4 separate regions of the Mus musculus genome follow, and regions 1, 3 and 4 are each linked to region 2. The links are chromatin contacts, called in public Hi-C, HiChIP or PLAC-seq and Micro-C maps. All regions are on one chromosome and are shown on one strand. Each heading gives the region's core, a stretch centred on a gene start, on an enhancer-like site or on the middle of the called end of the contact. The rest is flanking DNA. Distances are from core to core; before and after follow the strand shown. Region 1 has its middle 25 kb from the start of Pdyn. Region 2 holds the start of Sirpa (signal-regulatory protein alpha). Region 3 holds the start of Pdyn (prodynorphin). Region 4 overlaps F830045P16Rik (RIKEN cDNA F830045P16 gene).

Evidence for each region. A called contact is a pair of places that touch in the nucleus more often than the background predicts. HiChIP or PLAC-seq counts read pairs in DNA pulled down with a chosen protein or histone mark.
Region 1: a contact with region 2 is called in a Hi-C map of muscle stem cells, with 2.3 times the contacts expected there. The contact joins the enhancer-like site here to the promoter of Sirpa in region 2. A contact is called at or near these places in 2 of 484 Hi-C or Micro-C datasets (the CH12 cell line and muscle stem cells), 3 of 115 datasets of contacts at active chromatin or transcription factors (bone marrow-derived macrophages, embryonic stem cells and microglia) and 2 of 9 other capture datasets (adipose tissue and pancreatic islet).
Region 3: a contact with region 2 is called in a Micro-C map of embryonic stem cells, with 1.5 times the contacts expected there. The contact joins the promoter of Pdyn here to the promoter of Sirpa in region 2. A contact is called at or near these places in 1 of 39 promoter capture datasets (hippocampal neurons), 3 of 484 Hi-C or Micro-C datasets (embryonic stem cells and uterus), 1 of 115 datasets of contacts at active chromatin or transcription factors (embryonic stem cells) and 1 of 9 other capture datasets (pancreatic islet).
Region 4: a contact with region 2 is called in an H3K27ac HiChIP or PLAC-seq map of the HPC-7 cell line, with 13 times the contacts expected there. The contact joins the enhancer-like site here to the promoter of Sirpa in region 2. A contact is called at or near these places in 4 of 39 promoter capture datasets (the HPC-7 cell line, hippocampal neurons, liver and 1 more), 2 of 15 datasets of contacts at CTCF or cohesin (hippocampal excitatory neurons and pro-B cells), 48 of 484 Hi-C or Micro-C datasets (the AtT-20 cell line, the BV-2 cell line, ECoMG-derived neutrophils and 34 more), 18 of 115 datasets of contacts at active chromatin or transcription factors (the HPC-7 cell line, PVALB interneurons, VIP interneurons and 10 more) and 5 of 9 other capture datasets (adipose tissue, bone marrow-derived macrophages, liver and 2 more).

Annotation. Positions count from the first base shown.
Region 1 is chr2:129,671,739-129,677,777 of GRCm38.p6, forward strand. No RefSeq gene overlaps it. Among named protein-coding and RNA genes, the nearest start is that of Pdyn, 25 kb to the right of the region's middle. Within about 2 kb of position 3,438, at least 10 of the 459 cell types and tissues checked have an H3K27ac peak or open chromatin away from gene starts, as enhancers often do. A contact at or near this core is called in muscle stem cells, where this site is marked.
Region 2 is chr2:129,588,583-129,594,485 of GRCm38.p6, forward strand. It overlaps Sirpa (signal-regulatory protein alpha), which reads left to right and starts at 4,257. Exons shown (of 9, transcript NM_001355158.1): 1 at 4,257-4,493; 2 at 5,022-5,112. The coding sequence starts at 5,031.
Region 3 is chr2:129,697,044-129,702,915 of GRCm38.p6, forward strand. It overlaps Pdyn (prodynorphin), which reads right to left and starts at 2,895. Exons shown (of 4, transcript NM_018863.4): 1 at 2,665-2,895; 2 at 1,393-1,452.
Region 4 is chr2:129,486,885-129,492,377 of GRCm38.p6, forward strand. The region is part of intron 1 of F830045P16Rik (RIKEN cDNA F830045P16 gene); the gene reads right to left. Among named protein-coding and RNA genes, the nearest start is that of Gm14040, 26 kb to the right of the region's middle. Within about 2 kb of position 3,102, at least 85 of the 459 cell types and tissues checked have an H3K27ac peak or open chromatin away from gene starts, as enhancers often do. A contact at or near this core is called in the BV-2 cell line, ECoMG-derived neutrophils, the HPC-5 cell line and 11 more, where this site is marked.

The DNA of each region.
Region 1 (6,039 bases), core at 2,188-4,687, 82 kb after region 2:
ATATTCAGGGTGTGTCTCTCCTCCTCAGTTAAAACCCTGGAAACCCTCTTACAGCCACACTCAGAAGTGCATCCCCCACATGGCAGCCAGGTTGACAATGAAGATCAGCCATCACAGGCTCTCAGCCTGTTGCATGGAGATGGACAGACTCACTAGACCACGGTGAGTGTTGTCCCAGCACCAGCCATAGTTTGAAAGATGAGCACCAGTCTTCTGGAGAGGTAGGAAGGAGCAGGTGCCCTGGGGGAGCTTTGGGAGGCATAGAAGGAAACGTCTAAGATAGAACCTGGGAGAAATAGAAAGTACAGATGAGAAAGAGCTGCGAGTGTCTGCCCAAGGGGCTTGAGTTTAATCCCTGGCCTGGAAAGGAGTTTCACTGAAAGGTATTTTTTCAAGTAGATTATCAGCATCCTAGAGCTTTAGAGAGGCAGCGCAGGAGGCAGAGGAATGTCCGTGTGAGGTTGGGGAGATCCCTGAGAGACAGGGGGATGGCATGGATCACTCAGCTTTGGATTAGGTACACATCAGGCTGACTGACCTGGAGAGAGTGAATGAAGAGTGAAATTGAAAGGCCTGGAAACCTATCAGCATGAGGGGGAAGTAGAAGAGGGGCTGTTGGAGCCTCTTTAGGAGCTATTTCTATAAGGCATCCCTGAAGCCTGGCGTGTAAGCACAGACCAAGGGGTCACCCAGACACTGATTGTGGTGATGACTGGAAAAGAGTGGGCTATCACCAAGAACACTAGAGACAGCCTGGCTGTCTTGCAATACTATATGACTGTTCTCCAGGGGATGCCAGAGTAGGGGTAGGGGAGAGAGAGAGCACAAATCTTGGCCACACAATGTGCAGAGCCCAAAAATTCTTAGAAGGAAATACCTAGGAGAGAAACAGGGCAGAGTCAGGCAGATGGACTTCCACTGTCTCCTGCCAGTCCTTGTGTCTCCAAACTCCTGCCACAGGTCCCCAGTTCCACGGAAGAACTTCTCCAACCACTCCCAAGACTCAAGATCCCTCTAAGCTCCCCCAGTTCCTGCAATCTGACCGCAGTGATGTAGCACCCAATCTTTTCACTCACTATTACTAGACATGAGTAGCCTAGATGCTGGACTGGAATTTAAGCCATGTGTAAACTTCTAGAGTAAATGAGAGGACTCAAAGATGAGATGGAAAGTGGAGGGGGGGACCTGGTGGAAGAATGTGGGAAGGAAAATCAAGGGGAAAGAAGAGGCAGGAAAGCAGGAAGAGATGGAGGGAGGGAAGGAGTGAAAATCCGAGGGGAGGCAGATGGGAGGGAAGAGGAAGGGAAGGAGGGAGGGAGGGAAGGAGCAAGGAGGCAGGACTATGGATAGATACATTTATGGAGGATTGATGGAGGGAGAGAGGGTCAGACAGATAGATACAGTCACAGATAGGTAAGTATATGGACTAGGGGAGGAATAAATGAGAAAGAGGCTGAGTCAATGGGGAGTAGGTGAATATAGGTACAAATGAATGATCAATTAAGCAATTACATAAACGAACAAAAAGATAGGTAATTAAGAGAAGGGATGGATGGAGCTAAGTCCTCTGCTCAGTAGATTTCTCTGTCCTCCCAGACTCCAGGTCAAGCAAGCATACTGTCATTTTGTAGGAGCCCCCATCCCTGGTGACTGATGTCATCTGGTATTATGCTGGCCTGTGGTAGGATAGTGGTAACCCTATCAACTCAGTGGACCAAGAAATCTCTTGTCCCTAATGTTTCTCTTGGTAATTTTGTGCTGGCTGAGCTCCATTCCACTCCTTGATTATGGACCTCTGCTCACACAACTGTAGCCACAACAAAGCCAAGAGGTACAGGCAGGCCCAGGGGGCAGGAAATGAAATAATGTGTATAATGTACGTATGTATTTATACAATGTCCTCAATCATCTCCTCAGAGCTGGCCTTGAGTGTAGTCCATTTTCCAGCTATAGTGACTACCACACCCCTCTATTGAATTGGTCCATATACCCTCAGCCATGAGTGTCCTCGAATAAAAACTGCCTTGTCATCTTTTAATATCACTCAGGGCCACGTTAGTCAAACACCTCAGCATTTATGGTTTATCACCCTTGCTTTCATCGCGGTTATTACTCTAAACTTTCCCTAGAGCTCTGGGCAGAGTACATAACCAAATATCATAGGCTGTTTTAATTTCTAGTCTTATTTTATATGTATGCCTAGTTTGCCTGGATGTATTTGAGTGCACCACACCCATGCCTGACCCAGGGAGGTCAGAGAAGGGCATTGGATCCCCTTGAACTGGAGTTAAAATGGTTGTGAATTACTACTTGAGTACAAGGAACTGAACCGGGTCCTTCACAAAAGCAACAGTTGCTCTCTAACCCTGGAGCCATCTCTGCAGCCCTATTTATCTTCATACTTTTTTTTTAAGTGGAGAAAACTGGAGTGGATGGAGAGGAGCATTGTTTTGTACTTGAGTGAAACTGAAATCCAAAGGTAGTCATCCATGTTCAAGGTCCACAGGTGCGCTCAAGAATTCCAAGCCTGGTTTCCTTTTCTTTGAAACTGGGAAGTTGCTTAATCATTTCTAGCCAAAAAGAAGACAGCATTGAAGAACAAGGTATTTCAACAACAATTACAAAAGCCCAAGGACTTTTCGTCTTAATGCCAATAACTGCCCATTTATAATCAGTGCACTGCTGAGTTCCCTCCTTAAACCCAGAGTTTTTAGTGTTGGAATTTAGATTCTTTTTTTTTCTTTTTTAATATTTTATTAGGTATTTTCCTCATTTACATTTCCAATGCTATCCCAAAAGTCCCCCATACCCTCCCCCCCCCACTCCCCTACCCACCCACTCCCACTTTTTGGCCCTGGCGTTCCCCTGTACTGAGTCATATAAAGTTTGCATGACCAATGGGTCTCTCTTTCCAGTGATGGCTGACTAGGCCATCTTTTGATACATATGCAGCTAGAGACAAGAGCTCTGGGGGTACTGGTTAGTTCATAATGTTGTTGCACCTACAGGGTTGCAGATCTCTTTAGCTCCTTGGGTACTTTCTCTAGCTCCTCCATTGGGGGCCCTGTGATCCATCCAATAGCTGACTGTGAGCATCCACTTATGTGTTTGCTAGGCCGGGCATAGTCTCACAAGAGACAGCTATATCAGGGTCCTTTCAGCAAAATTTTGCTAGTGTATTCAATGGTGTCAGCGTTTGGAGGCTGATTATGGGATGGATCCCTGGATATGGCAGTCTCTAGATGGTCCATCCTTTTGTCTCAGCTCCAAACTTTGGAATTTAGATTCTTAAGCCTACCCAGATGGTGACAAAACTCCCCCGAGTGTGTTGATCCCGGTGACCACAAGGGGGCGCGCCCAGATCAGATACCGCTGGCTTCAGCCACCTGGCTTGTTACTGCCCCCTGCGGTGGATGCATCTTTGCTCTAGAGCTTAGATAGTGTACCCCAAGGTGATTATGCCCAAGTCCCCAAGCACCTGTGGAGACTGTAGCAAAGGAGCAGGATTGTTTTTGAGACTTATCAAGAGCTTCATAAAGCACACTGGATTTCTGGAGAGGACGCTAAAAGTAAATCCAGGACCTACTGTATGCCTGGACTTCATGTATCTCAACTCTACATAGACACAGGGCTTGTGGGGAAGGGCGCAGTCTAGGGAGGGAAAGAGCCTAAGCGTTGAGTAGGAGGGTGACTACCAGTCCAGTTTTCTTGGCAGCCAGCCCTGCTTTCACGGAGTGAAAACAAGAAAGTGGTCTCAGCTGTCGCCTAGCTCCGAGCCAGATTCTACACAGGGCTGTGGCCTGGGAGTGAGGTTGTGGTTTCTGGAGAAGACAGCAGCTGGATGAGCACCGGGTGTCAATATAGGAAGCAGCAGTGTCCCTACCAGGAACTGGCACTACAACGGTGACGATTGCTTCTGATTTTTATTAGGGCAGAAATGTCCCCTCCCAGGCAGAGAGCCTAGGGGTAATCTGGAAACTGTCCTCTGTTCAAAGACCCCCTCAGGACTTCCGTGGCTGTCCCAACTCTCATTCTTATACAGGTGTACCTTCAGATCCTTTCCTCCAAAACAAAGTCTCCAGTGAAGAGCAATGTGTTCGTTTGGGAGGTAGAGACGGCAAGGTGGGTCTGGGCTGCCTCCTGTGCCTGCCCATCCGCTTACCCCCATGTCTGCCTGCACCTGTGCCTGCCCATCCGCGTACCCCCATGTCTGCCTGCACCTGTGCCTGCCCATCCGCTTACCCCCATGTCTGCCTGCACCTGCGCACTGCACCTGCCTGCACCTACCCCCTGTGCCTGTCTGTACCTGCTAGTGCCTGCCAGCTGTACCTACCTGTGCCTACCCTCTGTGCCTGTCTATACATGTCTGTCTCTGTCTGGGTGTCCCTGTACCTGTCTGTCTGTACCTATATCTGCCCCGTACCTGCTTCCTGTGCCTGTTCCCTGCATTCTCTTCCCATTCTGTTGTTGCTAGCCAATTCCAGGTCCTTAAAGTTCCCCACCCAGGCTGGCAGAGTGTGAGCCTAAGGGACAAGCAGGAACTTTGTTACCTCCAAGCCCAGCTTACTTCTGCATGGGATCAGAGATGTCATGAGGCAAAGAGTCTTGTTATTTAATTTGAAACAAAGTACTTGTTATTTAATTAAGAGTCAGAGCCTTGCAATTGCTTCTTGAGAAAAACCTCCCAGTTGTCCTTGAGCCTTTAAGTTCAATTTTCAAAACTTGGTCTGTTTCTTTGCAGTCACTTTCAAGGGACTTTTGATTAATAGTCAACACCATTAAAACTATCTATCCCCTTTGCAAGTGTGGGTAATTAAATTATCCTCAACATTTAACACAGGACTTACTAATTTAATGTACTCGGTTTCATTTTTAAACACTTTCCTTATTTGCCCTAACAAGCAAAACTTTCCAGAGTTTAAAGCACGTTGGAACATCCAATTTAAGACCTTAAAGTGTAGTGAATCTCAGGACCTCTGGTACATCACACCAGTGGTCACAGGTCCTCAACAGAAAACCGACAAGTCTATAATCAATTACAAATTTCAAATTAGAGTCGTAGGCTAATTTGTTCATTCTCTATGCTGAAGCGCCCCATTGTCGTGAATACTTTACATCTCAAATGCCTACGTGTGCGAGGTTAAAAGGCATTTGCCCAAGAAAGAGAAAAGCTCTCCATCTTGTGGGAGTTACCACCCTTTATAGTTCCATGTGCAACAAAGCCAATACCCATGGTTCCCTGCCTGACCATTTGGTTACATGAAACCAAGATGGTACTTCCCAGCATCCCTTGTAACAAAGTGAATATGTGGCCAAGATCTGGCCAGTGAGGTTTAAGCAGAAATATTGTATGACTGCTTCCAGAACACCTTCTGAACACATAACTACTATATGTGTCCTCCCCACTCTATTTTAGCCGTTCCTCCATCTTGCCCCTTGACCATAGACATCATGGTTGAACTTCTGTCACTATTAGTCCTAGGAGACTAAGTGCAATGTGAGGATGCAGGATCCTGGAATTCTGGTAGCTTTGTAGAGCAGTCTGAGATTACCTTGTAAGACCATTCCCTCCTGGGAATGTGGTCTTGCCTTCTTGCCTCCTCCCGCTCTGTGGACTTGCCCGTGACTTGCTTTCATCAATTACATGTGGCAAAACCAGCACTGGGTGTTGTCTGAGGCAGCATTCACATTTGCCTGCTTGTAGTGCTGACTGGAAATGTCATGCTCGATTGGAAACTGGTCTAACCTGCTGGAAGATGAGGGACCCTGGCCCAAGCATATACCATCAGGAGATGTAGTGACTGCCTGTGGAGTCCCCCAGCTCTGCAGCCCTCCATTTCCGTCCAGGTAAAAACCCTCAGAGAGTTACTCCTCAGCGCACATAATTGTTTTCAGCCATTGAGTTTTATGACGGCTTATGCAGCAAAAGCTAAACAGAGCAGGGTCATAAGCTGCCCCAGCCTCACTTTTCTGAGAGCTTTAAGCCATTTTTGTTTAGGGTCTTGGATACATTGTATCCTGATACACCCGTGGGCTGCG
Region 2 (5,903 bases), core at 3,007-5,506:
TGGTAGGGAGATACCTGCCTTGCAGTGTGAGTCCTTGTGACTCCTCACCTGTGAGCTGGGACAGAGTACTTTATAAACCTAACACATGCTAATTTTCTATCTACTGCTTATTGTTGAAAGTCCTGAGGCTGCAGTTTTAAGAAAAACAACAGCCAATAAGAACTCATTTAACCCTTACAAGAAACATTTTGGGTAGGGCCCTATCACTGCCCTAATCTACACAGTCCAGTTGGAGGTAACTTACTCCTTGGCTAATCTCAGTATGCTAAACTTTGAGCCATTGGATCTGTCCCCAGAGACAACTGCCGAGCCTCTGGGCTGAGCCAACCCATAGAGAGACGATGAAATGGGATAAAGGTCACAATGCAGACATACCACCGTACACACTAAGAAGGTAAATTTAAATTGGGATGAGGACATTGGGGGAGAAGCTGGGTAACAGGGAACTCTGGCAAGACCACTCTGACAGGCCTAGTAGAAGGGGTGGTTTCAACCTTTGTCTTTCCCTGCTGTAAAATGATGTAGTAATTAGCACTCCTCTCAGGTATGGCAGGACCATGTCACAAGAACAAGACTGCAGGGATTGGAGGGATGGTTCATCAATCAAGGATACTGGCTGTTCTCCCAGAAGATCTGGGTTCAATTCTCAGTACCCTCATGGTAGTTCATAACTGCCTCTAACTCCAGTTTGAGAGGATATGACCTTTCACACAGACATAGACACAGGCGAATATGCACAGGAAATAAAAATAAAGAAATTGTTTATTAAAAAAGAACAAAACTGCAAAGCATAGCAGATGCTGAACAAATAGAAGTATTTTATTGTTTTTTTAAGAATTGAATTCAAAGTTCAAATCTTGACTTCTTGGGGACCGAACAGCTACGTGTCCTACACAAGTCATGACCCCTCTGAGCCTCTGTTTTTATAGCTACAAAATGGGACTAACAGCAGCCACTCCCAGAAAGGGACTGCTGTGAGACCCAAAGTGGCCTACATCAGAGCTAGGCAGTCATATCGCTCACTCTCTGCTTCCAGCCTGCTCAGTGGCTTTCCCTCCAGGACAGGCGGCCTGCGGTCCAAGCTGCCCCCGGGGTCTGTGGTACTTTTATTTTTAATCGTTCTGGCTTCAGAGCTGAGGTCTCTAACTGTAAATGGTTCCTCTTGCCCTGTAAAAATAGGTCCTTGGCAGCTTGAGCCTCCTGAAGATACCACACAAAGGCAGCCAGGCAGGCTGGCCTGCTGATGCCAGCCCAGGGCTATGGGAATCAGGAGCAAGGATGGGCAAGGCTACATCAGTAGTACTGTGACTCTGCAGGCCCCAGCATGCCTGGCAGAGTGGCCCTGGTCAAGTCAATGTCTGTCTGGCCTTGTTCCCAGCATCTAGAAACATGGTGGGGTGTTTGGGGCCTCAAGGAGAAAGCATAGATCTTATGGCCTGGCACATACCAAAAATGCATTTGTTGCCCTTACAGAGGTCAAAACCTCCTGAGATTGCAATCATGTCCTGGCCATTAGTAGGGGAGAAGGAGGAGGAGAAAAAGAAGGAGGAGGAGGAAGAAGGAGGAGGAGGAGGAGGAAGAGGAGGAAGAAGAAGAAGAAGAAGAAGAAGAAGAAGAAGAAGAAGAAGAAGAAGAAGAAGAAGAAGAAAGAAGGAAGAAGAAGAAGAAGAAGAAAAAGCCCCTTATTGTTTAAGCCAAATAGCCTCATATAAAAGGATTCCCTGGCTGCTGAGTGAGGAATGGACAGGAGGGAGGGAAGAAATGGGTACTAGGTGAGAGTGTACACATATCTCCCATCTTGTAACTACACGGCCCCTCTTGATGGGTCAGGCCCTTGGCCTGACTCTATTCATCCCTCCCTGGAGCTCTGATACCCACCTGACATGTGAAGCATTACGGGTTAATCTGTCAGCTCCTTGAGCACAGCGTCATGGACCTGGTTTGTTCTTCCCAGCTGCCACATCTCGACTGCTCAGTGCACTGCCAAGCACACAGTAGACACTCAATGCATGCTGGTAAGTGCAGGGACCGTGAACGAATAACATCTGGATTAAAGCACCCAGACTGGCTGTTGTGATGGCTGATTCGTATCAATTATCTGTCATAATCTGTGTGCGACCCCAGGCAGGCTGTACCTTGCCCCTTTAGTTTTACACATTTGTCCACAAATCTCAGGGGACTCACAGCAACGGATGGGTGAACACAAGTGACTTTTATGTGGACAAATGTCAACTCCCCCACACTCAGATGTGAGAGTAAAGAGGGTAGTTTGGAAGCTCTGCTGAGCGCCTTTGCCAAAGATGCTATATATAAACAGCAGGTAGTACAATTATTATTCCTCCTAATCTCCCAGTTCCTAATCCCAGGCAGGTCGGTGTTTGTGTGTGCTTGCCCCAGAACAGATGAGCAGCATAGGGCAGGAGGCTGCATCATCTCTGACTCCAGCAGTTGGCTTTTTTTTTTTTTTTTTTTTTGAGACAGGGTTTCTCTGTATAGCCCTGGCTGTCCTGGAACTCACTTTGTAGACCAGGCTGGCCTCGAACTCAGAAATCTGCCTGCCTCTGCCTCCCAAGTACTGGGCTTAGGCGTGTGCCACCACACCCAGCTAATTTTGGAGGAGGGTTTTCACAAGGCTTTAGTGGACACCATGGTCCTATCAGACACAATTTAAAGAGCTGGAGACACTGCAGCTCAGCTCAGATGCTAGAACCAAGTTTTCTTTCTTGCCCAGGCCCCCGAACTCCGTATTCTCTTCCCTTCAGCCACCTCTTATTCCAACTATAGTGACCCTTTGAGTGTAACAATCAAGCATGGTAGGCCCTACTTGAATCTTGCCTACAGGGGTTCCTATTTGCAGAACCAATTCTCTTGGGCTTCTGGACCACCCTCCCGACGTGCTAGCCACATACTGTTGCCCTTACCTAACCAAGCTGACACACATGTGCACTTGTAACCTACACTCCCTACAAGACCTCCTCTGTTCATTCTTGTCTTCCCCTGCACCTTCTCCCAGTCTGCAAGTGAGTTCTTGTAATCCCCTAGGTCCAAAGAAATACAACTAATCTTCCTGCTAGGGCTGCCCCATGGTCCCTTAAGGATTGCTGCTGCCAAACACTTCTCAAACACTGTCCTTGCCCTTGGTACATGGTAGGCTCTTCTTAAAATGCAGTGCAAATATCAGCTCATGTAACTCTCCCAGTGGCAGTTCTGGGTCGCTGCTTATGTTGGCCTGGTCTGCTTTAAAAAGAGCAGAGACACAGAAACAAGGTCTTTCTCCAAGACTGCAGCTTCTTAGACCAGGAGGAACGATCTAAGGCTTGGAAGCTGGGTCCTGGGTTCAACAGATGCACCCTTCCTGCCTCTCAAAAACAAACAAACAAACAAACAATAAAAGAAGAAAAGAAAGAAAAAAAACTAAAAAATCTCCCAGGCTTTTGGTCATGGGTGCAGAGGACTCTGTGGTGTGTGTGTGCGTGCGCGCGCACCATTGCATAAGGGGCTTTCTACATCATTAGGCAATCATCCTCCACTCCTCTGCCCCTAAACATCCTCTTTATTGAGAGGATGGGCCAGTAGGGCCTGTCTTGCTTCATTATGTCCCTCAACCACCATTGTGAGAAGCAAAATTTGCTATCTCTGAACTTCCAACTCAGAAACTCTCCAGTTAATAAGAGAGGGTCTTGATTCCTCTTCCCTGCCTTGGTGCCCAGCCTTCTGCCGATTAACCAAGCACCTGACCTAGCTCATGGAAATCCAGAGCTAGGGTACATTTTGCATCCAGAGGCTCTGTCCTTTGGGATAGGCTCTCCTGTCCCTCCTCTTCCTCATTAGGGTAACTATTTTGCAGCCCAGGTCTCTCCTAGTACAGTGCTGCCTGGGCCCTCTCCACCTCCAATCTATTCTCCCTGATAGAAGGCCTCTGGTCTGTCTCCTCCCTAGGGCCCAGCCCTGCCCCTCTCCTTTCCCTGCCACAGCATTTTTGCTGCTCCTCTCCCCCAGCGCGTCTTTACCAAGAGGCACTGAAGTCCTTCCTACACACACGCTATTTTTGTACCATCACTCTCTCCTTCCTCTCCCCCTTCCCCCTGCATTTACTTCCTGCTTTTGCTATACCTCGGGGCCAGCTAGGAAAGATTTGGGCCCCTAGGACTCACGCCCACCCGGAGGCCGACCTTCGGCTTTGGGACACACAAGCAGGGCCTCTCGGGGAGGGGCAGAAAGCAAACCTCCCCGCCCCCTCCACTCTCCACCCTTGCAAGCTCCCCTGCCGCGGGCAGCCTCTTGCCCACTGGAGTCTAAGGACTGGCCGGGTGAGAGGCCGAGACCAGGGGGCGATCGGCCGCCACTTCCCCAGTCCACCTTAAGAGGACCAAGTAGCCAGCCCGCCGCGCCGACCTCAGAAAAACAAGTTTGCGCAAAGTGGTGCGCGGCCAGCCTCTGGGCAGAGGGAGCGGTGCTTCCACCGCCTGGCAGCCCTGCGCGCGGCGGCGCAGGTCCGAGCGGCTGGCGGGGACCCGCACGGGCAGAGCGGGCTCGCGCAGAGCCGAGGCGGGCGGCGCAGCTCGCGGGGCGCACTGGGGCGCGGGCGGGAAGGTGCGGGCGCGAGGAGGGGGCGCTCGGCCGGGCCGCCCTCGCGCTGGCCTCGCGACGGCTCCGCACAGCCCGCACTCGCTCTGCGAGCTGTCCCCGCTCGCGCTTGCTCTCCGATCTCCGTCCCCGCTCCCTCTCCCTCTTCCTCTCCCCCTCTTTCCTTCTCCCTCGCTATCCGCTCCCCCGCCCCCGTGCCTCTGGCTCTGCGCCTGGCTCCCTCGGGTCCGCTCCCCTTTCCCGCCGGCCTGGCCCGGCGTCACGCTCCCGGAGTCTCCCCGCTCGGCGGCGTCTCATTGTGGGAGGGGGTCAGATCACCCCGCCGGGCGGTGGCGCTGGGGGGCAGCGGAGGGGGAGGGGCCTTAGTCGTTCGCCCGCGCCGCCCGCCCGCCTGCCGAGCGCGCTCACCGCCGCTCTCCCTCCTTGCTCTGCAGCCGCGGCCCATGGAGCCCGCCGGCCCGGCCCCTGGCCGCCTAGGGCCGCTGCTGCTCTGCCTGCTGCTCTCCGCGTCCTGTTTCTGTACAGGTAAGCACCCTCAGCTCCTACTGCCACCCTCCCCAAGCTGCGGGCTCAGGCCCCGCACACTGTCGCTAAGCTAATGTCGACAAATCCCTGTAACGGGGGTTACAGATGCAGAGTTGAGGCCCAGAGAGGGTCAGCCACTTGCCCAAGGTCACATAGCCTAGGCTAGAAGCCGGGATAGAACTCTTCTTATCCGGATCTGCCTTGTGGACTGTGACTGGGTAGCCCAGCGTTGGGCTGCGGGGTATAGGAATGAGTTGGTTTACCGTACCCTTTGCCAAACCTGAATGGGGAAGCAGACTGGCAATTGCTTTGGGCAATCGGGCTCCTGGTTTCCCCATATGCTCCCTTGCTAGACTTGATTGGAGAGAGGGTCGGGGCAGAGGTTGGGCGCGCTGTTGAGCTGTTGGGATGGGGGAAGAGTGAGCTTTCGCCCTAGTACCAGAGCAAGCAGGGTTAGTGTATGGAGGTAGAGACAGGAAGAGAGGCCGGAGTAATCCACGGACCCTTGGGAGACACAGTGGATTTACCTGTGGTGGGCACAGCCCTCTCTGGATGGTCTCCTCCCCGCCACCCCCCTGCCTTCCTTAGGCAGGCTTCCAGTAGCTCCCTGCAGTTCCAGCATGTACCTGTGGCTCTGAGCTTGTCTTCTTTGTTGGCCTACATCAAACACCTGGCTGTCTCCAGCAGGAGGGCTCTGAAGGCCGGTTGGCCAAGGAGTGAGGTCACCATTCAGGAGAGCTGCATCTTAAAGGGGTTTTGCAAAAAATCTTGGGTCTCTTCTGGAAGTATAT
Region 3 (5,872 bases), core at 1,645-4,144, 110 kb after region 2:
AAGGGGCAAGGTGGGGGCAGAGTCAGTGTGGATGCTGGGCAAGTGGGTGAATGGAAAAGAGAAGGGAGGGGCAAAGAAGACAATGCCAATGTGGTGTCCTGCTCCCTCCCCGCACTGCCCCTTGAGCTACATAATAACTGCTCGGTAAACCTTTATCAAGTTAAATAGAATAAGACTGGGGGCAAAGGCAGTTGAAGCCGCTGCAGACACCTTACTCTCCGGCAAGTGTGTCTGCAGCTAGTGGCTAAGCATCCTGGTCAGTGGGCATCTGGGGGTAGGGTGAGGGGGAAACTCCTGAGCAGGTCACCGGCCTCATAGATATGACCACTGAGCCCCTGTGGGAGTATGGAGTGGGATCCGGGCTGAGCTGCAAAGGACTCAGTTGATGTTACAATCTCCCCTAGTGTGGTCTGCTGTGTGTTGTCTTAGCACCTTGTCAGACCTCATAAGATCTGCCAATCACTTATCAGCCAAGAGGAGCAAACTGCTGAAGAGAGATTGTCTGCTGACCACACCTTCTCAGAGATGCTCTGAAACCAAACCAGCAACTGCAGACCCCTCGGAGAATGAGGGAGAGATCTGATAAATGGAAACGTTGTGCCAGGATAACTGGAGGTGGGGTGGGATGTCAGGGAGGGACGTCATTGCTCAGGGGTGGGTGGGGGTGGGGAGCGGCAGATGAAGCAATGGCGTCATCTGTAGGAGTGGGGAGAGGAACACTGGTCCCAGAAATATTTGACTTTTGTCAGGTTTCCCCGGAAGAGCGCGCAGCAGGATGGAATGGGATGACTGACGATGCCTTATAAGAGAGGGGAGGGCTTCATTTTGAAGCCAACCATTTTGAGTCATCAGAGAGGTAGCCATAATAGCATTTACTGAGTGCCTACCAAATGCCAGGCGCATACAGCCTCCCATAGGAGTCTTGTAGTGACATAGGGAAAGGACATTATTATTATCTTCATTATATTGGTGAGGAGATTACGGCTGAAAAAGGAAAAGCAGTCGTTACAAAGTTACACGCAGCAAATAATGGAAGACCATTGGGTTTGAACTCAGCACAGGCTCAGGAGGGGTCACACACACTTAGGCAATACATGGAAAATTCTTGAGGTAAAGCTCCGGAAGTCCTGAGAGTTATCACACCCTTCCACGTGTCTTCTCAAACAGCCCTGACCCAACCGCTTGAGTAGCCTACGGTGTCAAAACAGTGGATCCTACCACACAGCATCCGTGGACCCATTGTGACACCGCACTCCCATCTGCCAGCTACTCCTGGAGACAAGAGGAGTCACCTGCCACCCATCACACTTAGCACAATGAGGACAAAGCAGTGGGCTCAGGATTATGCCAATACACACGCACACACATGCACACACAACACACATAACTCACCCTGCTGGGGCTGCTTCAAGAGCTCCCCCACGCAGATCTCAAAGCCTGGGGATGAATGACCTGTAAAAACAGAACAAAAGATAAAGTGGGGTGGTATGGGAGCACTGGTGAGGTGAGCAGAGGAGGAGGGTGAGCAGAGCGTAGGCATGAAACCCCCATGACTAGGAACAGAAAAGGACTGACATTCTGAGAGGTTTTGCAACAGATCTTGACAGCAACGCCTGTCAGGTTAGAAAGATATCAGTGTGTATTTCACCAACCCTTGGCAGAAGGGTGATAATGAAGGTTTGCTCTCTGTGGGAGGGTACTCGAAACCAGATCCAATAACCTAAAGAGCTCGGAGGCTTTATTAAGGGATACTTGTAAATCTTGAGAGGTTCTCAGAAAACACACACACACACAGGGAAAAGTGACAAGACACAGAATTTACTGTTCAATCATGGAGGTGACTACAGTCGCCGTCTCTGAAGCTCGCCAGCTTTTTGCTGATGTCAAACTTTGGGGTTCTACAGCACTTTCTTTAAACATGAGCATTGCTATCAGAGAGCGGGTGACTTTCCTCAAAAGAGCCTCCACCAGCCTAACTTAGCTGCCTCCAGCGGTAGCGTGACTGTGATTTACAGGAAAGCAACAAGTCCTTTCACAGTGAAATTGACATGGGAAGTCCCCCTCAGACTGGGTATCCAGCCGAGCTCTTGCTTTCCTTTCTAGTTCCCTTTCAACCAAACAACCCCAGACTTCATTCTGAGTGAAATCAAAGGAAGCCACTCAAATCAGCACCTTGTCAGAGATTAAACGTGATTCAAAAAGAGTGAAAAAGGACGGCACTTATTTATGCATTGATGGTGCAGATCGGTACTTGGCAAATGCCGAGTCCTGAACCTCATTAACGTTCCCAACCTGTGTAAGCTAAGTCCAGTGAGAACGTTGACCTTTAAGATCATGCTAATTAGTGAAACCTCTCAGTTTTCCACTCAGGCTACCACCTTCTCCTCAGATCCTGAAAACTAGTGTGGGGACTGCTGTGTGGCAGAGGCGAAGCCCCGCTAGCACCTGTGGGCGCCAGGACTGTTCAGGGCATGGTTTCCAGAGGACAGGCAGCTCTTTGGACTCTCTGAGCTTCTGTAAGCTCACCTTGAAACTATGATTTCCCTGTGCTGAGTAACCAGACCCAAACCTAACTTCCCCCGTCCAAGCTCCCACCGGCGCCCCTGCATAGCACCAGGAGCACATGCATAAAGCCAGAGAGCCTGAGCGCCCTGCGGATCTTACCTGCTTACTGCTTTGTCCCTGGCAGGCTTCTGGCTGATCAGGTGGTAGGGTGGCCGATCCAAGATTCAGAAGGTACCCTGACTCTAGCTCAGAGAAGTGCCACAGAGGAAGCGACGAGGGCTACCAAATCCCCCTATGGCAGTTCTGGAGCCTTATTCCCCTTTTATAGATGAGAGTCTCCCCCTGTCGCTCAGCCCTCTCAGCGCTCGCTCACAGAGCACAGGCTGCCAGGAGCCAATGGGGGAGTGGCAGAGCAGTCAACGCTCAGACCCCCGGGTCCTTCCACTCAACTCCCTGGGCCCGAGTGAGACACAATAGCTGCTCCTGGTGATGTGGGTGTGGAGGAGGATGCTTTCGCGAAGCCCGGGGGTGGATTCTGGTGTAGCGCTGTTTGTCACTTTCAATGCGGCCACTTTTCAGCATCTCCAGGAGAGTGTCACAGGAAAACAGAGACAAAGGTGGGGGAAAGGCAGAGATAGGAGGAGACAGAGAGAGGCGCAGAGAGTCCAATAGAAAGGCAAAAAAAAGTTGAGAATCAGAGAATGGAAACAGAGAGAGGCATGTCTGAAGCACAAGGAAGCCTAGGCAAAGTAAGAGGAAAAGAGAAAGAGCCACAGCCACAGAGGCTATCAAAGATCAGGAGAAAAAGAGGAACAGGGGGTCGGAGGAGGAGGAATGCAAGAAACAAAGGCTGTCTCAAAATATAGGGAACCAAAGGATATGCTGAAGTGTTCAAAGCAGAGGTCTTGGTTATAGAAGAGGAACATTCAGCTCCATGTTGGCAGGGACACACACACACACACACACACACACACACACACACACACACACTAGCATGCATATGAGTGTACATTTGCCTGAGAGTGCCAGGTGACTTGGGCACCTGTCTGAGTTGATGCCAGACACTGCCTTTCCTCAACCAGAGGCTGCCGTTCAATATTCAGTTTTCTCTGGCAGCCCCTGGTTCTCACAAACAAGGATGGCTGCAAACACCTCCCAGAATACCCATGTCTCTGAGTTTGGAAGGAAACATGCTTGTCTCTGTAGTCAGCTGCAGAGATGTTCACCTTGTGGGGGGGGGGGGATAGCAGAGGCTGGCTGGGCAGTCCGTGTCATGAACACCTGGGTTGCACCAGGCAGTGAGCAAAGACATCAACTTTAATCCTCACATTCTGGCCAGGCGCAGAGGCAGAGGCTGGAGAGCTTAGAAACTGGACACAGAACACAGCAAGTCATCACCCAGACCTAGATGGATCTGGTCCTTCCCATCATCTACTGGACAAACGCCCACTCTGAGGACTTGGTTCTACAGTGTCTGTGACTTGATCTGTTTACCTGAACAAGGTCGATGACAGCTACAGCTAGTAGTAACATTGGATGTGTCAGCTTGGTCTCTGCCTCTGCCACCCATCTGTGCAGAGCCCTAAGTCAAGTGAGTGGGTTCAGCCTCAATCTGCTTATCTGTAGAATGGGGGAAAGAACCCCACTGGGATCTTGGCATAGTGAAAGGAGGAAATGCCAAAAGCAATTGCCATAGCTGGCATGTGGCCAGGACTTCCCTACAGCTGTCCTCCAGGTAATGGTGATTACGTCATCAGGCTCTGATGTACCAGCCACACTTTGTACTTCTCTGGGGCATCATCCTCTTCCTGCCGCTGGATCATTGCGTGCTCTCATACAACTAGGGTGACAGACAGGGCTATTTGGTGAGTACCTGGTTCATCACAGACGTTGTCACTTGTTTCACCATATCCTCCCCTTAGACAAGCAATGCTGTGGAGAGTTTGTCAGCCTGCAGCTTTGCATGATTAAGCTGTGGAGTGTGGTGTAGTACCAGCCAAGCAGGGAGAGTGGAACTTTCCATGTCCCTCTGGCCTTGACTCCAGGCCCCCGGCCCTCTCTCATCTCTACCCTAAGCTTTCCTTCTGCAGGATTCCCAGCCCAAGGTGAATGCTTGCTGGTGTTGTACGGCATTTGGTGGCTGTGTCTCAGGCTGTCTGCCTACTTGCTGAGTCGGAGCTCCTGAGCATCTCCCTAGTCACTGTTACCCAGGGCTCTCACAACCTGAGAGTGAACTGTGTCTTCATCCTCAAGGTCCCAGGCTCATGCCATTCACTCCCATTTTCCTTAATTCCCTTGTCTTTTAAGTTCTACCTCCATAAGCTCTTGCCAATAACCTTGGAATAGATGGATTCTGTAAGAGACAAGGTGGAGTCACTCCTGTAGCTGCTGGAAGTCAGCAGGCAATAGGGAGAGAAGTAAAAATACGACATCATGAGAAGAGTGCAGTGAGGCAGAGATGCTTGGTGTTGAGTAGCCTTCACCTGAGTCTAATGGAGCCTCAAAAGCAAATACTTCAGGCATTTATTTTTCCTCTCTATTTGCAATGTCCTCTAAACACACATGTGTGCTTGTGCAGCACACACACACACATGCACTCACAGAAATGTTGTATACACAAAAATAATTGCTGCCCACACATGCAGGAAAAGGCTAGAAAAAGACTCTTCATATCCCTGGAAAACCCTAACACAAAGTTTCTCCCTCCCTTAGGCTAAGACACCTCTCCTACTTGGGGTCCTAATGCAGGTCTCTGAGCACCATCAAATGACAATAGGAAGCGGGGCTCACTGGACTGCCCTGTGTGCTTAGCATATCCATCGCAACTGACGGGTACCTCATTTAGATGCACAGATGTCCAAGTTATCCTCAGAAGGCAGGAAGATAGTACCAGCTTTGTCTAGCTGTCAGGACTAATTCCCGACTTCTCTCAAGCTCCTTGCCTCCCTGTCCTCAGGGAATGATGACCTCTGGTTCAGATCTTAATGTGTACAAGAAACAAAGAATAAAGAAAAGGAAGTACTTGAAACAATCAGCTCCCACGTCTCATTGTTAGGAAGGTTTCAGGAGGATCATGTTAGGAAATAGGAAGTCAAGAAAATTAAAGCCAGCTCTTATGCTCTCCACTGTGATAGACTCCCCTCATCTATCAACAGCCCTGTGATCAGCTGTGTCCCTTACCTTCTGCAGGAAGACTAAAAAACAGCGTGGGAGAAGGCACACAAACCACCTTAAACAAAGCAATCTAAAAATATGAAAAAATAATGAAAAATTTAAAACACTGAAGGAAAAAAAATAGTAAAATACACTTTAAGACAAAAAGATCTCCCATGACTGTAGCTTAGACGAATCATATGTGGAAATAGCA
Region 4 (5,493 bases), core at 1,852-4,351, 100 kb before region 2:
CAGTCCTACTTTGAAGGGAAAACAAAATAATCAAGGAAAGTAGAGGACGGGAGAGACTTGGGAGGAAGAGAAGAGGGGAAGGGGAAAGAAGGGAAGAATCAGTATGGGGCACAGGTTTTTAAAGTATTTTCTTATGATTCTCGGAATTTCTCCATGACTGTTGCTGTTGTCCCCCTTTTGTTTCTAATTTTCTTCATTTGGATCTTCTTTCTCAACCCTCTAGTTAAACTGGCTAAGGGTTTGTCACTTCCATTGATTTTCTCAAAGAACAAACTCTGTCTTATTCATTCTCTATATTGATTTTTTTGTTTGTTTCTACTTTATTGATTTCAATGCTGAGTCTGAGTATTTCTTGCTATCTAGTCTTTTTTTTTTAGATGTTATTACTTTATTTTAGTCTAGAGATTTCAGGTGTGCTGATAAGTTACTAATATGAGCTATCTCCATTTTTTTTAAATGGAGGAATCTAGTGCTATGGGAACTTGAATCTGCTTTCATTGTGTACCATAAGTTTGGGTATATTAGATTCTCATTTTCATTCAATTCTAGAGAGTTTTAAGTTTTTTGTTTTATTTTGTTTTGTTTTACTTATCTCTATCTTGACTTGTTTTTCGTTCAGTAGTGAGTTGTTCATGTCCCATAAGTGTGTAAGATTTCTCTTGTTTCTGCTTTTGATACTCAGCTTTAATCCATGGTGGTCAGATAAGATGCAGGGTGTTGGGTCAATTTTCTTGTATTTGTCGAGAATTGCTTCATGTCCATGCATTTGGTCAATTTTGGAGAATGTTGCATGAGCTGCTAAGAAGATATATTCTTTTCTATTAGGGCCAAATGTTCTGTAAATATCTGTTAGCTCCATTTGGTTTATGACACCAGTTAGCTCCAGAGTTTCTTTGTTATTTTTTTTGTCTGGGTAGCCTATATATTGCTGAGAACATGGTATTGAGTCTCCCACTATCAGTATGTGAGGGTCAAATGTGATTTAAGCTCTAGTAATGTTTCTTTTATAAAAGTGTTCTTGTATTTGATGCACAGATGTTAAGAATTTCAATGTCCTTTTGGTGGATTTTTCTTTTCAGTGAATGCATAGTGTCTTTCCCTGGCTCTGCTGATTAGTTTTGTTTTGAAGTCTCTTTTGTCATGTATTAAAATGGCTACAAGGACTTGCTTCTTAGGTCTGTTAGTTTTGAGCTGGTTTTTCCATCCTTTTACCCTGATATATGTCTGTGTGTTTCTTGGATGCAACTGAAGGTTTTCAAATCTATTTAGTTTAGACTGTGCCTTTTTATTGGGGAATTGAGACCATTGATGTTGAGAGACATGAACGAGCCGTGTTTGTTGATTTTATTATTTGGTTGGGGTGGTGTACGAATTTTTCCCTTCTTCTTTTGATTTGCTCATCTGATATAATGTATTCCTTGTGTTTTCCTGGGCGTGTTTAGCTTCTTTGGGTTGAAGTTTTCCTTCTAGTACCTCCTGTGGGGCTGTATCTGTACATAGTTACTGCTCAAATTTGGTTTTATCATAGAATGTGATTTTAAAGAAGCTCACAGTCGAGAGACTTTGAACTTTTAAAAAGGATTGGGGATTTTACGAAGATTTTGGATTTTAAAAGAGCCTGAATATTTTAAAGTGACTGAATTTTTAAGTGTTTGAGTTTTTAAAGACTGTGGGATGTTTATATTGTAATGTTGATATTCACGTGAAATCTTGGAGATGGACAAGAGAGGAAAGGTTGTTGCTTAAAAGTGATGTGTTTGTGTGTCAAATTGACAAAGGATCCATTGTTCTGGCTAGTTTTATGTCATCTTGACACAAACTAGGGTTATTGAAGAGGAAGGAATCTCAGTTGATAAAATACCTCCATAAGATTGGTCTGTCTATAAGCGAGACTGTATGAAATTTTCTTAATTAGTTATTGATATGGGAGGGCCCAGCCCAGTGTGGGTAGGGCCATTCCTGGGCTGATCACCCTGGTTCTATTAGAAAGAAGGCTGAGCAAGCCATGAAGAGAAAGCTAGTCAGCACTACCCTCCATAGCTCCTGCCTCCTGGTTCCTGCCCTGTTTAAGTTCCTATCCTGACTTCCTTCAAAGATGAATAGTGATATGGAAGTATAAGTCAAATAAACCCTTTCCTTCCCAAGTTGCTTTGGTCATGGTGTTTCATCACAGCAATAATAACCTTAACTAAGACAGGACTTAAGGATGATACAATTAATCATTAAAGTTTATTAAGATTCCTAAGGTGATAATGATCTATTCATGGTAACAAAAACTAACTTAAAAAGTTGTGCCTATGGTCAGCATGGAGGTACATGCCCAAGTGCTCTGCCAGCACTTGAGAGGCAGAAGCAAGTGGCTCTCTGTGAGTTTGAGGCCAGCGTGGTCTACAGAACAAGTTTCAGCACAGCTAGGGATACACAGAGAAATCATGCCTCAAAACAACAACAACAAACAGAAACCAACCAACAAACAAAAACCAGCAATATCAACAAAAACAAAACAACAAAAAAAGAAATCAGCAGGGACCTCAGGCTACATTTGATGCAATATAGATGTTATAATCATATGGGGTCTACACCATTGCTAAACAAGTATGTGAGAGATATGTAGCTTACCACTGAAAGGGGGGGTGTAATAAAAACGAATATATATACAGATGGCAATGTGCTAGATCTTCAGAGACAAAGACCTTCCCCCTCCCAGTTGCTACTGATAATGTGGTAAAATTATCTGTCTTCTGCTACATGCAAAAGGGAAATATTGCTACTGCCTGGGGCAACCACAGAGCAGAAAGAAACAGAAGTAGCAACTTCCCCAAAATGTAGGGGGGAGGAGGTAGTGGTAGAAGAACTTCCTTTGTGACTAACCTCATTGATTCCCAGCCTATTAAGTAAATGGGACCCCAATTACAAAAAGAAATGGCTGTTTAAGACTGAAAACAGGGACTATTGAGCATTTGACGAGAAATGATAGCCATCCTTGAGGCCATTGCCCCGAGTTGGTTAAACAGTTCCATAAGGGAGCTCACATCAGCCAGACAGCTCTGGAAACTATATTAGGCTCACATTTTTATGTTCCCTAACTTGCCAGGATACCCAATGAGCATGTGGACAGTGTGACCCAGTGCCCAGGATAACCCATGACAGTGACTTAGGGCCCTCCTCAAATGCAGAATTTTGGAAAAACCCAATTAAAAAAAAATTGGTTGTTGACTTTACAGAACTTCCCTAAATCAGGGGTTACAAATGCTTGCTTGTCTGTGTAGTTTCTCAGGCTGGATAGAAATCTTTTCTACTCATAGGAGGTGGCCCTGCTTCTAAAAGAAATGGTTTCTAGGTTTGTAATTCCTATTACTACAGGATTAGACCATGGGCCAGCACTTACAACAAACCACACAAAACCATATTATATAAAGGACTTAATGCTGATAGAATTCACTTTGGTTTTACTTTTTTATGTATGCAAAGAATTCGATATGGAGAATTAAAGACTTTGATAAAATTGATTGACTTTACAATACGTGTTGCTTGCACATAAGAACATCCCCTGACGAAAACAGTACTCTTTCCCTTGGATGGGGCACAGAGCCCACTGTAGCAATTGAGTGTTAGTTGATGAATGTTGCAGAATATGGGAAAGCGAGACTTGCCAGAATCTTTTGCTCCTGTTCCCAACTTTATAAGCAGAGCCACCAATGAACACCCCTCCTTAATAGGGAAGACGAGCTACTTCTCAAGTCTCACACAACAGGGGGATGGATTCTTTTGTCTAATGGGGGACGCTTGGAGCCTGTATCCACACTATGAATGTCTCAAACTAACAAGGGACATGTGATAAGTATTCTGTGCTCATCTCACAAGCTAAAATATGGTGGCTCTATGGGCCATGGAACTTTTTATTCAAGCCTACAACCAGACTGGTGGGACCTGCACACTGCCTCATTGGCTGCACCCTTTACCCTGGCCTTCCACTCCCCTCCTCCTAGTAAAGCTAAGTCCAGGGATAAGAGGACAATATCTGGGTCCTTTAGTATCTGCATTGACTCTATGGGAATCCCCAGAGGAATTCCAAATTCGTTTAAGACTGTAAACAAATAGTTACAAAATTCAAGTAGGCTATATCTTTTGTGGTCGATGATAAATAAAAACATAAAATAATGAACAAAGGCTTATCAATTATACCAGGGCTAATCTTTCAGGCGTATCATCAGCTGGATGTCACCAGCCAAATGGCTTGGGGCTAGGGGAGGGATCCTGACTATGATGCTAAAGACAAAAGAGATTTGTAGTATCCTCGGTGTGGTGGCTCATCTTGATTTTCAAGTTGACTGCATCCAGAGTCATCCAAAACCCAAGCAGCCAGGCGCGCCTGTGAGGGGTCCTTGATTGGCTCATTTGGAGTGGCAAGACCCACAAAATCTGGGCCACACCTTCTGGTCGCAGTCCATATAAAAGGTCATGGAGGAAGGAAGCTTTTGCCTTTTGTCTACCTTCCTTCATTGCTGGCAAATGTATCTACCTTGTTGCTGAGGCTTTCCTTTGCTGGTGCTAGAACCTGCTTCTTCAGGATTCTCGCACTGACTGAAGACCAGCTAAGACATCTAGCCTCATGAACTGAATAACTGCCAGGTTCTTGGACATTGCCTCAGGAGATAGCCTTTGTTGGGCTAGCTGGACCACAGCCTATAGGCCACTATATATATATACATATACACACACATATATATACATACATATATATACATATATACACATTATATATATATATATATATATATATATATATATATATATATACTGAAACTGTTCAGGGAAGCAGAGCAAAGTCTGTAATGGGGGTCCTTAGTCCGTGCTTTTCTGAAGTAAGAAACAGCAGAGTCTGAAACAATTGCTGTGGTTCCCAGTCTTCTGTGTACCCAGGCAACACTGGCATATTGCTAGGAGTCAGGAATGGCGATCCACGATTCCTCTCAGAGCATCCACTCACTGGGCATAAAAGGGAAGACATAGCCCAGGACAGGGGGTGGGACCTGATGTGATTCTGAGTGCAGAGGGGCTGGGAGAGAGAAGGCCTTCTTCAGGAGATTTAGGTGCCCCTCTTTACTAACTCTGAAGGCCTTCCCTGGCAGCGATCTGTGATGAAGAAACAGTCTTCTCTTGTCCGAACTGTTTTATTTGATGGAGGATATGAATGCACACACCATACTCAGGGTGAGCCAGGGATTGAATACCTTTTGTTGGAAGGGATACCCAGGAAGGGAAGCTCATTGCCTGAAGGCTCAAGGCATATCTTGATACCTCATTAGCATGGAGAACTCCAGGGTTTTTATGCTATGTGACTGATTGCCACGGCCCTCAATGGGGTGGCATGGATATATGTTCCAGAACAGGTAGAGGCAGGCAGGGAGCGGCCTCACTCCTACCATTCTCAATTCTGAGATTCATGGGGTCTGAGCTCACTCAACCTTACCAGTTCTTCTGTCTGGTAGT